Linked DNA regions of Sus scrofa: region 2 is linked to region 1. Evidence: chromatin contacts called from public HiChIP or PLAC-seq data. All regions are on one chromosome and are shown on one strand. Each heading gives the region's core, a stretch centred on a gene start, on an enhancer-like site or on the middle of the called end of the contact. The rest is flanking DNA. Distances are from core to core; before and after follow the strand shown. Region 1 holds the start of PRIMPOL (DNA-directed primase/polymerase protein). Region 2 holds the start of UFSP2 (ufm1-specific protease 2).

What was found. HiChIP or PLAC-seq counts read pairs in DNA pulled down with a chosen protein or histone mark.
Region 2: an H3K27ac HiChIP or PLAC-seq map of skeletal muscle shows a contact between it and region 1, with 3 times the contacts expected there. The contact joins the promoter of UFSP2 here to the promoter of PRIMPOL in region 1. A contact is called at or near these places in 2 of 2 datasets of contacts at active chromatin or transcription factors (alveolar macrophages and skeletal muscle).

The regions. Positions count from the first base shown.
Region 1 is chr15:45,762,699-45,765,719 of Sscrofa11.1, forward strand. PRIMPOL (DNA-directed primase/polymerase protein) reads left to right here and starts at 1,563. Exons shown (of 15, transcript XM_021076332.1): 1 at 1,563-1,693; 2 at 2,565-2,624.
Region 2 is chr15:46,469,132-46,472,152 of Sscrofa11.1, forward strand. It overlaps UFSP2 (ufm1-specific protease 2), which reads right to left and starts at 1,485. Exons shown (of 11, transcript XR_002339221.1): 1 at 1,399-1,485. C15H4orf47 (chromosome 15 open reading frame, human C4orf47) reads left to right here and starts at 1,758. Exons shown (of 8, transcript NM_001190210.1): 1 at 1,758-1,893.

The DNA.
Region 1 (3,021 bases), core at 313-2,812:
GAGAACTGGGAAAGAGGTAGCTGCTTTGGGAAATAAGGCTAGAGAGCAAACTCATTTTAAACAAGAATGACAAAGGCACTCTTAATTCAACATGGGCTGAGGGGATTTCAAAGCAGTTCCTCAGGGATTTGAGCTATGGATACATAGCCACAGGCACGAGCTGGAAGGATTCATATAGGCTTTCAGGTCTGAACATGATCAGGAGTTTGATACTTGAAATTACCTCTTCAGAGCGCGGAGTCAAAAGTCAACCCGAGAAAATCTAGGCCTGAGACGAAGGCAAGAGAGACCAAACCCTCACCCAGTAATGGGAGGATCAGCCCCAAGGGCCAGAGCTTGACCAGCTCGCCTCCTGCCCTCAGGTCATCTTTTCTCCGAGCCCATCCTCTTCAACTTCTTTCCGATTCAAATTTCAGTCTCAGATCCCCGCTGCCTCCCGCAACCCGGGTCCGAGTTCCTACCACCCGGCCTCAGCGCCCCCGCCTGGCCTCCCGCACTTCTCCCCGGATTCAGCGACCGGGTCAAGCCTCCCGCTATCAAGCTTCGGCGTGCTGACCCAGTTCTACCGACTTCCTCTTTTTCCACCAGGCTTCTGGATCTTCGTTCATCCACCAATCCCCTGGGCTCGTTGACTCCGACTGGGTCTCCGCTCCCCAGCCTCCCGTTGCCGGTTCCACATCCCGGTGTGGTCTCCCGCCACCCGTGCGGCCCAGCCTATCTTCAGTCCAGCCTCCCATCCCCAAAGCTCGGCATTCGCAGCCGGGTCTCCGCTCCCCGGCCTGGGCTCCCATCTCCGGGCTGGGTCTCTGGATCTGCGGGATTCAGCTCGTCCCCGCCCCCGTCGTCGTGGCAAAACAAAGGACCTACCGCCCGAACCCTGCCCGTCTCCCTGGAGAAGCTGCAGGCTCGCGCAGGTCCCCGGGGCGGGCGTTAGGTTTGGAGGGGTGGAGGGATCCGGCCCAGGGCCACCGCACAGAGGAAAGAATCTTGGAAGGCATCACTCACCGTCCAGCACGCACACCACAGTCACCTTCTCTCTCCCCGCCAACTCTGCTTCCGCCGCCGCAAAACTTGGAGTTGAGCTCCGCAGCAGACCCCGCCTCCAATGGCTCCGCCCCTCCGCTCCGCAAGCTCCACTCAAAGCCGACACGTTAGTCAGGCCCCAGCTCGCCCCGCCTCCCACCCCCTCAACCCCCGAGAACCCGCTCCCCCGGAGAACATCGTCCCTTCGGAAAACAGCTCCCGGATTCCCGGCTCTCCGCGTTAGCCTTTCCCCGCCTCCAGGAATGCAGCTCCCTTAAAGTCCTTGCCAGGTCGGAGAATTTCGTCCTCTCACAGGCCCCGCCCCGCACGAGAGCACCGCCCTCTCAAGGCCACGCCCCACACGAGAATACCGCCCCTTCGCAGGCTCTTCCGGCGAGAGAACGTTGCTCGGCGGGGAACACTAACCCTTCACCGTCTGGCGAACTCCTGCCTTCTCAGCTGTCCGCGCCCGCCTTTCCCGGCCGCCGAGAACGCTGCTGACAAGTCCCCGCCCCGCCCAAGAACACCGTCCCGTCGCGCTCCCTGCTCCCCGCCTCGGTCCCGCCCCCGCTCCAGGTTTGAAGATTCGGTCCCGCCACAGTCCGCTGGTCGCAGGTTCCGCCAGCCGCTGAGGACCCGCGGGTTTCCGCCCCAGCGTAGGTTTCTGGAGGTAACGGAGGGGCCCTGAAGGCCGCACAGGACCCCAGAGGCAAAGAGAAGGGAGCCCCGGGCGGGCGCTCCTGGAGGAAGGGAAGCCGGCCGCAGCCTTAGGTCACCCCCATCCCTGTACCTAAATCAAGAGCTCTAATCGCCCTCCGTTTGAACCCCCAGCCTATTTGGGGTCACGAACTCTTTTCAGACCCGGTATCATTTTCGCACAAGGATATACCAATGCAATTGAGCAGGCTATTCTTCGCCAATTTCAAGGGGTTCATGACATCCTGACGAGTCCGGGCCCCGGTGAAGGACTAGTCCACTCCCCACACTTTGTTCATTTGGATATCAATCAGGGGCGATGTTTTGTGCACAAATACACTTCGTTCTGTGTACGGCTTGTGTTCGTGGAGTGCTCATCTGTGCTCTTACCTTTTCTTACTCTTTCAACAAGCCCTGGAGGTAGGAATTACAATTCCCACCTGGGCTTTAAAAGGCTAATTAGTTTGCTCTAATTCAGTTACACGAGTTAAAACTCACCTCCCAAGAATGAAACCTAGGCCTTTATCCCTCCCATATTGAGAGAGGACCGTGTTTGACCTTTTTCTGCTGCAGTAAAATAGGAAGAGTAGGACACATTCCCAATCTCAACAGTGATTAGCATGCAGTTATTCATAAGGAAGGCAGTACTGTACCATTTTTTTTAGCTAGTGCTGTTATGTAATAGTGAAGCCCAGACCCCTTTCTTACTAAAATGAAACTTCTGTTGCAGCAGCAGCAGCAGTTTTCTGTTGTTATGTAAATTACACTTAAGAGAAACTTTAATTATAGCAAAACAGTTGGCTGAAGGCAATGTCTTCTGACTTAGTCTGATGATTTCTTTTTAGCAGAGGTGTCAGAGGTGGCAGAACTTGAACTGAGCCTCGAAGGGGAAGACTTTGGCAAAGGTGAGTGGGGTGTTGCAGATGAGGGAGGGAAACCATACTTTAGGGCTCTTGGAGTGAGCCAGGTGCAGGCAATGGTCATTATTCATTTGGTGAGAAGGCTGAACAACAAGAAATCAAATAGGTAGCTGGTTTACGGCCAGATCCTGGAGATTTTGGACTTGCTGAGGTAAACTCTACTGTGCATTAATTATGTGATGCTCTGCATCATTAAGGCATGTCCTTGAGGAAATGTTAAGAAAATAGTCTTAAGCGTGTTTAATCTGGCCGAGTTAGGCTCTTTGGATGGGATATCTTGTGGGGATGGTAAAAAGGTGGAACTGGAAAACACAGTGTATCACTAGATGTTTTCTTCCCTTCGGGAGATTTTTGGGAAATATGGGTAGTTTCAAGCATAGGC
Region 2 (3,021 bases), core at 235-2,734, 710 kb after region 1:
ATGAATACACTAGAATCTCCTTACATTTCTGAATTAAGATATTCTGAGGAAATAATATTAAGTTGAGATCTAAGCAGTCAATAGGTAACAGTATGAATAATTCCAAAGGAAAGATGGGGGTGGAGGTGGAAGAGCCCAGCCCAGGCAGGTGCTCAGATTGGCCAAGGCTTTCTTAAAAGACCATTTAAGGGAGTTCCTGCTGTGGCTCAGCAGATTATAGACCCACTTAGTATCCAGGAGGATGTGGGTTCAATCCCTGCCCTCCCTCGGTGGGTTAAGGATCCAACACTGTCTCAAGTTGCAGCGTAGGTCACAGATGTGTCTCAGATCCTGAGTTGCTGAGCTGGCAGCTGCAGCTCTGAACTGATTCGACTGACCCCTAGCCTGGGAACTTTCATGTGCCACAGGTGCAGTTGTGTTAAAAACAAGACAAAACAAACTAAAACAAAAAAACCCCACTTAAGAGGCCAAAGTGGATGGTTGGATCTGATAGTGTTAGAGTAAAGGAGTGACAACTGAGGCCGGTTCCTTACGATGTGATTACTGAACAGATGTTCAGGAGTTGAGAAGAGAGAGATGTCACGGATGATTTCCAGGTTTTTGGCTTGAACAACCAAGTAGTGGAAGGGCAGCACAATGAACTGAGATGGGAATCACTAGAGAAAAAGCAGGTGTGGAATGAGGGGAGGTGGGAATGGTCAGCTTTCAACTTGCTGAGTTTGAAATACATATGAGCTACTCAAGTGGGGATACATTTAGTAGTGTGCAGGTCTGAAGCTCAGAATAAACATCTAAACTGAAGATATAATTTTGGAGAGGAGTTCCTACTGTGGTGCGGTGGGTTAAGGATCTTGTGCGGCCATAGCTGCACAGCTGTGGCACAGGTCTCAGCTGTGGCTCGGATTTGATCCCTGGCGTGGGAATTTCCCTATGCCCAGGGTGTGGCCAAAAAAAGGTTTTTTTGTTTTTGTAGAAATTATAGGGCGTAAAGTACTTAACACCACATGATTAAAGGAGCTGGCTGAGCCATCAGGAGGGAAAACCAAGAGTGTGTGACATCACAGCAGCTAAGGGAATAGACCATTTGGAAAGTTACATCTTCCCCAGGTCCAATCCTTTTTCAAAACCCTCAAAAACCCCTAATAAACAAAAACGCCTGGTTCGCAAACTGCATTCACAAGTAAAAGGTGGAGCGCGTAGTCAAAAGTGGCTGCGCTGGGGGCCAGGGCCAGTTTCCCTCCGGCCCTAACTAGACAGCCCATGGACGAGATAGCCCAGGCCACTGAGTCGCAGCTGCCACCAAGACGCCGGCGGGACCAGTTCTTTCAAGGGCTGTGGAGCGGTACTAGTGAAGCCTGAGAGGAAAGGCAGTACTCGGTGACGAGAAGGGGTACTCACCATAACTGCTACGTGGCCAACACAGAGGACGCCCGCCTACCGCGCAGAACGCTGGGCCGGAAGTGGCGTCATCGACGTCTGGGCTTTGAGAAAGGCCGACTACAACTCCCAACATTCCCTGCAGCATACGTCATGGACGTACCACTCCACCACATCTCGCGGATGGATAAAGAGGCGGGAAAGAGAAGACTCACTTTCGGACAGTTGTGTTGACTGCGTCATTCGTATCCTACAGACACTCTCACGTCTTTCTGTGAGGTTCTCCAATGGGGATTCTAACCTTTACACATCCTCCGGTAGCGTTCTTGGAATGGATTCTCCCGTAACCGAGGCAACGTCCCAAAATAAACCTCCTCGCAAAACTTGCTGGGTTGCTGAGTAGCAAGGGCCGGCGCGGGAAGGGCTCTTCCTGAGGTTGCTCGTGGCTCTGGTCGCTTCCGCAGTTGACTTGACCCGGGCTGGAGCTGGGACGTCTGATCTCGCTTCTCGGATTGGGTACCCTTCTTAGAGGTGACTTGGTCCTTGGGGCCCCCAGGTGTTGTCCTTTAGATACCTACCTACTCTGAGCCTCCGTTTTCCTAGTGGGACGTCATTTTGTTCATCACCTCAGCCAGAAGTTTACTGTTCCTCTGTCCCACCTCACCCCCCGCCCCAAGGCACTTTATCCGTAACTTTCGATGGGAACTTGCTGTTCCACCCTGTTATACTTAGTTAAGTCTTGTCTACTGCTCCCTAGGGTCAGGATCTGTGCATTTATTTAAAATCTGTTTTCCTAGCTTGTACCACAGCCCTAGTCAGAGTGGCTTGCAAACTGTGAAATCATTGAATGAATGGATTTGTAAATGTTGCTCAAGAAGAGTTAAGCAGTGCAGAAAATGCAAGACAGGGACTCCTTTTCTATCCCTCCCCGTCACCCCCGCCACCCTGTTTCCTTTCTTTATTTTTTTTCATTCTGGTAAGGAAGAACCTCCTTCTTGGAAACCACAGTTCAGCGGGAAAGAGTTGTTGGTTAAAGGATCCCTACAGTGTAACATAATCCATTAGTTAACCATGGTGAGGGGTTGGAAAGAGTAGTAAAGAGAAGAACGTGCCGCTATGACAGAGGGATTTAAAGAAGTGAGGAATGAACTAAACAATTAGAAGGATCAGTATTAATTGGAGGAATGAAAGCGGTCTGCATAGTGGTACCTGGCTAAAGTGAAACAGCATATGCTAGGGTCCTGTGGCTGGAGAGAGCCTGACTTGAGAACTGAAAAAGGACAATTGGAACCCAGATGCCATGGAGGGGGGCGGTTCCCATGATGACAGATGAGGGCGATAGTGGCCTTGATAGAACCATTTCAGGATTTGAGCCTTTAAGGATTTAAGCCCCTGTAGCATCACAGGAAGCCTTTGTGGATGGTCGGTGAAGATGGAGCTTTGAAATCGATGCAAATCGAATTAATACACTCTGACTGACTTTTAGGTTTGTTGTTTTTTTTTTGCCTTTTTCTAGGGCCGCATCCGCAGCCTATGGAGGTTCCCAGGTCAGGGGTCTAGTCAGAACTGTAGCCGCCAGCCTATGCCAGAGCCAAGCAATGTGGGATTCTAGCCGCATTTGAGACCTACACCACAGCTCAGGCA